2 separate regions of the Ovis aries genome follow, and region 1 is linked to region 2. The links are chromatin contacts, called in public Hi-C maps. All regions are on one chromosome and are shown on one strand. The core of a region is the stretch at or near the end of the contact, and the rest is flanking DNA. Distances in the headings are between cores, read along the strand shown.

The links. Hi-C and Micro-C count contacts between places; a contact is called where the count stands out from the background.
Region 1: a Hi-C map of tail adipose tissue shows a contact between it and region 2, with 5 times the contacts expected there. The contact joins two enhancer-like sites. A contact is called at or near these places in 3 of 16 Hi-C or Micro-C datasets (omental adipose tissue and tail adipose tissue).

The regions. Positions count from the first base shown.
Region 1 is chr2:26,747,823-26,752,116 of ARS-UI_Ramb_v3.0, forward strand. No RefSeq gene overlaps it. Among named protein-coding and RNA genes, the nearest start is that of TRNAS-GGA, 8.2 kb to the left of the region's middle. Within about 2 kb of position 2,224, at least 1 of the 54 cell types and tissues checked has an H3K27ac peak or open chromatin away from gene starts, as enhancers often do.
Region 2 is chr2:26,309,457-26,313,751 of ARS-UI_Ramb_v3.0, forward strand. All of the region lies in intron 6 of AUH (AU RNA binding methylglutaconyl-CoA hydratase), which reads right to left. Among named protein-coding and RNA genes, the nearest start is that of AUH, 96 kb to the right of the region's middle. Within about 2 kb of position 2,500, at least 24 of the 54 cell types and tissues checked have an H3K27ac peak or open chromatin away from gene starts, as enhancers often do.

The DNA.
Region 1 (4,294 bases), core at 974-3,473, 440 kb after region 2:
TTGCGACGCTGCATTTCGTAACAAAGTTAAGAAATGCTGGGGAGTTCTGAAAGAATAAAAGATAAATGACAGTATCCATGACACAATTCCTTAAGATTGCATTACCCTGCCTTATGTGTTAAAAACAGACTCATTTTGTAGATAAAAGTAAGCTTCTTAGGAATTAAATATCTGCTGATGGATTGCCTAGGACTGTAACCCCCTGAGGGTCTGAATTCCTTTTGAGGTCTCTATCAGGAGCGAGGGAAAAGAGCACTGGTCGTGTGGCCTTACAAGCAACGCAGAGGTATTAACACAACAAAAAGATGGCATTCCTCTGTTTTATGCATGACAGGGAAGACAGTACTCTAGACACTTCTTCAGATGTTGTCCGCACATATACATGTTACCCATACATGTTACACACACATGTGTGTTACGGAGGCGGCACTTCATTAGTAGAGAATATATGAGTCTGGACATTAAAATATGGATCTGAGCTTGATAATGCCATCAAGAACTTGTGTCTTTGGAGCTTTCCGCTCTGTTTTCATGCTGCTGATTCAACCTAAAATGGCTTCCATCATGATCTCAAAATTCTTGCCAACAGTTCCTGGGGCTCCACATATTTTTGATCACATTCATTGGGAAGGGTGAGAGGAGAATCCTTGCCAGGATTTCTGGAAAGCTGGTTGGTGTAGTTTGAAATATTTGTCCATTCCTGGGCTAATCCCACTGTGACTGCTTAACCCAGGTCACTCACTCCACTCCTAAATCCAACGGTGGAGCCAGCTTCTCTAGAACCACATGGATTTCCCCTTCTAGAACCACTGATGCTCTGGGATAGTGGGAAGGAGAGGTGGGTAATGGATGCCAGGGAGACTGTCAACAATTTTTCCCTAAAGCGTGGTAGCAGGGTGATAGGAAGCTGGCAGGTTGTGCTTATCTGACCTCTTCCTCCTAATTGCCTGTACAGTGGACATAAAAGAACAAAGAGTTAGTAGAACCTGAAGCCACGGGTTGGAGCAGGGTCTCCACAAGGAAATACAAATACAAATACAAAGTGGGATGGTTGCTGAAAACCAAGAGCAGAGGCGTCTTTGCCTTGCCTTGAGAACTAGAGCAGAGACCAAGCATCCACCATCCCTTGACTGATCAGCCAGCAGGGACCCAGAAACCACTGTGGGAGAGGTCACTTCTTAGAAGCTGCCTAGTTTCAGAGGATCTCTGTGGGGTGCCCATCCAGCTGGGCAGTTGCCTGGAGACCCACATTGATCCTGTCTCTGTTTTGGGGACAGAGTTACTCTTTCCCCTGGGAAGATAGGAGAGCTCAGTGGTTTGTCCCTCTGCATGAGAGTTGGTTGACTGCCACTCAGAGAGACCAGAAACTTGTTTGCCTTTTACCTCACACAGGTTTGCTGTTGCTTAAGAGTTTCTTGCAGCTTTTCCTAATGGCCAATGAGATGGAGTCACGAAGCATAGAAGAGGGAAGAAAGAAGATACTCACTGCCAAGGTCTCAGTCACCAGAGAGAAGAAACCAAGGCAGCAGACACATCAAACTGGTGCCTCCCACTTGGGAAGACAGAACTGGAAGAGTCGGGTGAGAATGTTATCCACGCACTAGTAAGAATTCTCAAGGAGCTTCACCAAAAGCATGAAATGAATTTGTAAAGACATGATTTTCAAAATCCAATACATGAGTGTTCATGTATTTGTTCAGATCTTCCATAAAAGACCAAGTGGAATGATTATCTCAGAACATAAAGCAAAAATACAAAGAGGGAAATCATGAGGAGAAAGAGGAGACTTGGAGGATGCGACCAAGGAGACGGAACGTGTGACGAGAAAATAATTCGACAAGAAACAGGACATGTGAAGAAGAGCTATTGCAGCAAACGGGAAAGAATCCTCTCATCCGAATGAAGAGTCAGACCAGCAACTGGCAGGACCGACTTGTCTTAAGCGATATTAGTACTCTGCCATGTGCCCTACTTTGTAGAAGGCACGTGCTCAATGTTATGGGCTAAATTGGGTCCCCCTCCAAGTTTGTATGTTAAAGTCCTGTCTCCAAGGACCTCAGAATGTGACTTTACTTGGAAACAGATTTGCTGCTTTTCTAATTAGTTAAGACGAGGTCATAGGGAGTAGGGTGGGCCAGTATGACTTGTGTCCTCGCAAAATAGGAATATACGGACACAGATACAGACATGAATAGCAGGAAGACGGTGTGAACACACAGTGGGAAGGTGGCCACCTACAAGCCAAGGAGGCAGGCCTGGAACACACCCTTCCCTCGCATCCCTCAGAATGAACCAACCCTGTCCCCATCACCATCTCAGACTTCCAGCCTCCAGAACTGTGAGGAAATGAATTCTTGGTGAAAACCAGCCCAGACTGTGGTTCCTTGTGTTGGCAGCTATAGCAAACCAATCCATGTGGCTCTAGCCCGAGGAAATTGGTAAATTAGAACAAAAAAAAATCTTAGGAGCACACAGAAAGAAAAAATAGATTATTAAAAGAAAAAAATCAGAGTAGCATACAGCTTGTTTCCATCAACAGTCCTTTTTAAAGGATTAATTAATCACACCCGTGGCCCTTTACTCCTTCCAGTTTGTTCTGCCTCTCCACCCACGCATCCCTGGAGACCTCCTCTGGCAGCAGCTCCTGGACTGCATGCAGTGAGAGATCTGGTGTGTGCATGCTTGTGCGTGCTCAGGCACTCAGGCGCATTCGCCTCTTTGACCCTATGGACTGTAGCCCACCAGGCTCCTCTGTCCATGGGGATTCTCCAGGCAAGAATACTGGAACGGGTTGCCATCCCTTCTCCAGAGGACCTTCCCAACCCAGGGATCTAACCCAAGTCTCCTATGTCTCCTGCGTTGCAGGCAGATTCTTTACCCACTGAACCACGTGGGAAACTGGGAAGACTGGGTGGGCTTCAGTAAAAAGTCTTGCATCTAACCCTTCCCCCCCTTTCCCAACAATCCTCCTCCTCTCTGGGACCCTTAACCAACACATCAGCCTCTTGCGTTTTTGATCTACACTCACTCCTTTAATGACATCTCCAGTGTCATAGCTTGGGGTGCATCTAAGTGTTACTGGCTACCAAATATATATTTCTAACCTAGACTCCTATTCTGAATTCCTTCCATGTTGTGGAAATGCCTATAAACAGTGAAATGGTGGTGCCAACGGACAAGGCAGGTATGGGCATTCTACCCGCAGGACACATCAGTGATGTGTGGATGGTGGGATTCCAGGTCTCCATGAGTCTGATTTTCTCACCAGGGAAGAAATGAAGGAAGTCAGTTCTTAATGTCTGTGTTCTTAATGTCTGTGATATCAGAAGAAGATGGCCATCTTCAGTTTTCTGAGATGGTGATCAGATTGTCAGAGAATAGAGTCTGTCGGTCTCTACTTTGGGAACTGTATTCAGGTTAACTTTGTTGTGAATTACATTGACTGATCATTGGAATGTGCCCTAAGATTACACCCCGCATAAGGAACAAATTTTCAAGTCTGTTAGCTCAAGTTGGGATTGTGTTCCTAAGGTGCCTTGTGTTTGCTTATGTTTTTGACTTACTCTTTTAGGTTCTAAAAGATACATTTACTTTTCCCACAATGGCTATTTATTCCTGGAATTTGTTGCTCTGAGTATTTATCTGCCATGCTTGGTGTGTAAACATCTGTGGCTTTCCTGACTTTTTCACGAATCCCCACATCTCTCTGAGTTCTTTCGCCTTAAATCCCACAGTGGCTCAGCGGTAAAGAATCTGCCCACAATATGGCAGACGCAGGAGGTGCAGGTTCAGTTCTTGGGTTGGGAAGATCTTCTGGAGGAAGGCATGGCAACCCACTCCAGCATTCTTGCCTGGAGAATCCCATGGACAGAGAAGCCTGGCAAGTTACAGTTCATGGGGTCGCAGAGTCGGACACAACTGAAGCGACTGAGCACATTTTGCATTCACAGTGACCTCCATCTATTTTTATTTTTAATCAATCTTGTTGACCTTAGACAAATCACTTCACCTTCCTGTGGGAAGGACTGAGCGGGCTGAGGATCCCTGCCCGAGGAGCAGAGTGGACACTCCTGGCTGTGTTTGGACGATCATCTGCCTTTTAGCAACATAAGTCACTGAGGAGTTAACCTCTGAAGGAATGCCAGTAATCAATAAGCACCCCGTGTCTAGTGTCAATATAGACTTTTTATATCTATATATACTTTTTAACCAGAATGAAAACTAATACAGAGATTCTCCCTTGATGTGTGGAGGCCACCTTGAAAATTTCTATACTTTAATTCCATGGCATTTA
Region 2 (4,295 bases), core at 1,250-3,749:
TTCTAAGACTCCTGTGACACAGATGTTAAACATTTCAGTACCATCCTCTAGGTCCCTGAGGTCCAGTTCATTTATTCAGGTTTTTTGGTTTTCTTCTCTGATACTGAGCAACTCCCACTGGTTAATCATGAAGTTTACTCACTTTCTTCTGTTATCTCTATTCTAAAACTTTCTATACTTCCATTTGTTCCTGTGGGTAAAGTCCAAAACTAAGGCCCAATATCATGTGCTGCCTAACCCTGAGGGAAACCAAGTGAACCACAAATGACCTGACCACACGGTCTCTTACCAATCCTGTTCCAAAGGATTATTAAGTCACCTAGACAAACCACCCTTCTCATCACGAAGACTAGGCAGTGTTCCTACTTATCCCTGGAGAGAGCGTTCCAGGTTCCTACCAGATTGTGAGACAACTCAAACAAAACAAATCACATCCTCCCAAAGGAACCAGGGGGCACACCACCTTCTCATCACTACAAAGCCTGCCTCCCACACTTTTCTTCGATGTTCCCGAGCACAACCTCCATATGATCCTGTGTACCATGTGGTGGCCTCCCTTGGGCTGTGAGTACATCCAACTAAGAAACTGCTATCAATCACACTTGTCTAGTGTGTTTGGCCATCTCCAGCAACCTAGGAAAGGAATCTCTCCCTCACCAACAAGGTGAAGAGGAGGCAACTGAAACAGTTCACCCTTACTTCTTAAAGCAGTAACTGCTTTAAAATCTTAGATAATTCCAACACCTGTCTTTCTGGATGACATCTGTTTGATCATCGCTCATGTAAACTGAGACGTTCCGGTGTTCACATGCTGAGTAATTCTGGCCTGGACGTTTTTGTTTCAGCATTCAATCAACTTGGCTGTACTCGGGCTGCACATTCCAGCCAGCCTTCTGTGAACTGTGGTTTCAGTGTTAGTTATGTTTGCAAGGCCTTTGGCCAGTCTCAGATCTGGGCAGTGGCTCATCGCTTGGTTCAAATAGTGTCTAGTTTGCTGCTTAGCGTAAGACACACATGCGCAGCTGAGGAATGAGTCCAGGAGCCCACTAACACATCTGTGGGGTCCCATTCCTGAGTTCCTCACTCTTTACTATTTCCCTGGTACTTTCTGGGTCCTACAGGGTGCCCCTTTTTTGGTCCTCCAGCCAGAACATTTGAACTACAGCAACAGGCTCCTAGTAGGAATGGGTTTCTGCCTCTAACGTGGCCCTATTCATTTCTATCCTTGGCAGAGCAACCAGGCAAATCTTTGAAGGCCTAAGATCACATTACATGCTGCGTGCTAAGTCACTCAGTTGTGTCCCATTCTTTGTGACCCCATCAACTGTAGCCCACCAGGCTCTTCCCATGGGATTCTCCAGGCAAGAACACTGGAGAGGGTTGACATTTCTTTCTCCAGGGAATCTTTCCAACCCAGGGACTGAACCTGCGTCTCCTGCTTTGGCAGGCAGACTCTTTACCACTGAGCCACCTGGGAAGCCCTAAGATCGCACTCTAACTCTGCTAATAACCTGTGTGGGTCTCTCTCACTCAGGGTAACAGCTACCTCTATGCTCTGACTTCTCTGATACTCGTCAGACAGCATCTCCGACCACTCTCCTCCTCCCATCTCTTATGGTTGCAGTGGTGGGGTGAATGTTCCAGGCATGCTCCCATCTTAGCCCTTTATCCTATATGCCCCTCTGTCTGAAATGCTCTTTTTTCCTATCTGTATGACAATTTCCTCAATTCCTATCAGTCTTAACCCCAATGTTACCTTCTCAATAAGGCTTCCTCTGAACCCTATTTTAAAGTGCAAGCTCTCATCCCTCCTCAGATCCCTTCCCCTATTTCTTTTTCTATAGCATTTTATAGTTCTGCCATAATTCACAACTTACTGTTTGCCATGTCTACTGCCTGTGTCCTGGAATGTCAGCTGCAAGGCACCAGTGATCTTTCCATGTTTGTTCACGGCTATATACCCAGTGTCTACACCAGATGGCTCAACAAATATTTGCGAATTGAGTGAATAAACATACCTGGAACCTAGTGTGTGAGCAAACGGAGCAGCAGTAGGAGAGAAGTTTTAGAGACGTGCTGGGGACCCACAATACAGGTCTTATAAACTGGGTTTATGACTGACAGGATCCACACTGTTTTCTCAAACTCACAATTCCAAGTTTCAACTGCCTTATTCCTGTTTGAATCCAACAACTTTGTAAGAGAGCAGTTATGATGCCTGTACACGTTTAATCTCTCCTACCAGATTTCAGATGGGCACTTCAAGGGAACACTGCTGAGTCATCTATATTTATACGTGTATCTGTATCTATCTGTTTCCTCTACAACAACTAACCATATGACTTACCAACCAATAACTTCTGAAACACCGTAAATAGACAGAAAAGAGTAAAGTGGTCATTGAACAGATTTTAAAGTACAAAGAAATGAGACTGCACAGTGTATGAAGTGTGTTCATGAATGCACTAGACTTCAGAGAGTCAAACAAGCACTGGCCTTTAGAGGTCACTAGCAATCAGTCCACTGATCCAGCAGCGCTGTCCACTGCACATAACACTGGTAAATGTTTGATATCATACAAGCCTCTTAAGAAAAGCAGTCTTATTTTTGTTGTTATGCTTTTCTTCTTCCTCAAATAGTATGACCTTATTAATCAGATTTGGCACAGAAAGGTCCTATGCTATTTTTGAAAATCAAATTCACCCTCACAGGATCAAGATGAGTCACTGTTGAAGATATTCAAAAGAATAAGGTCAGATACTGATGTAAATTCTAAGATTTCAACAAAGGTTATAAACAAAACTTTCCAAAATGACTACTGTGTTCAGAACAACACACACACTGGATTTAAAAATCTGTCATTACTTCATAGACACACCTTAAAATAGAGTTCCTGGACACCATGCCAAGAGACGCCTTATTGCTAAACACAGCCTACAGTGGGACAGGCAGTGATATCTCAAACCCCTCATCCTGGGGAGGAGAAAGAGACAAAACTGGGGCCTCTTGCTCTGGTCCTGTGAAATCTGAATGCTCTCACTTCCTTCCTTCTTTTTGGTTTTTAACAGAAAATAAAATAAAAACTCATTTTTCTTTCTTCCTTTCTTTTTTTAATTTGGGAAGCAGTCAATACCAAGAATAATTAAAGATTCTTTTCCTGTAAACCTTCCAAGAGGAGGATACTGGAAGTGTACGCACAGTTAAGTCACCACCGTAACCAAGTGATCAAAGTTACTGTCACCCAAAGTGGGACAATCTAACTCTTAAGTGCCAACACATTAGAAGAAAAGGAAATATAGAACATGGCCTACTTACTATTCTCTGCAAAAATTTTTTATCATAAACCTAAATATGAGGAAATAACTCAGTCAAATCCAAAATGTGTAAACTTCAAGAAGATAATTTGTCTGACTTTTTTTTGAAAGATTACTGTTCTAAAAAACAAACAGAGATGGAAAACTTTTAAAAAACAAACAAAAGTGTAACCTGTGACCTTTAAATAAATCCTGAATTAGAAAAGCAAAACAAACCAAAAGAAACACTATAAACAACCTTTTGAACCTGGGATAATCTGAATATTAATATTAATTTTAATACTGTTAGGTGTTACAATAGGGTTGTGGTTAGAGTCCTTTCTTATTCTTATGAAAAGCACATTGAAATATTTAAAGATTCACCTCTTAGTTTGAAATGGTTCAGCAAAAAAAAAAAAAGGCGGGGGGGGGGGGGGGCGGGATATGCATATGAGAGAGAGACAAAGAGTGGAAGGGTCTCTCTCATGAGGAGAGACCTTGGTGAAAGGTATAAAGAGGTTCATTCCACTGCCTTTCATATTTCCTAAAGTTTGAATATTTCAAAAAAAAAAAAAGGCTAGAGAGAATGAAAGTCAACCACAGAGCAATGGAAATACTAGACATCTTGTCCACAGTGGTGTATATCCAAGCAAAAAGCAAAGAACAGTTTTCTTAGTTATAATAAAGTTTCCTGACATATACCCAAATCCTCTAGTAGAAGCTGTTAAGCAGAGACAGGGAATAAAAGATACTGCCACTATTTTCTGTGCACATTTAACAGAAATTTTCTAAACTGTCAAATAACAGAATCCTAAGCCCCTGAACTTGTTTTATTGTGGTTTTATAAACATGTTTAAGGGCAGTATTGTTTGGGGAGCTATTTCCAAAAGATAATTTTATTTTATAGTACCGGAGCATTCTCCCAGTTAGAGAGAAGACAGGAAGTTTAGCTGCTTTCTTAAAGGTGAAAATACTGGAGAACAGATAGGGCTATTTAGTATA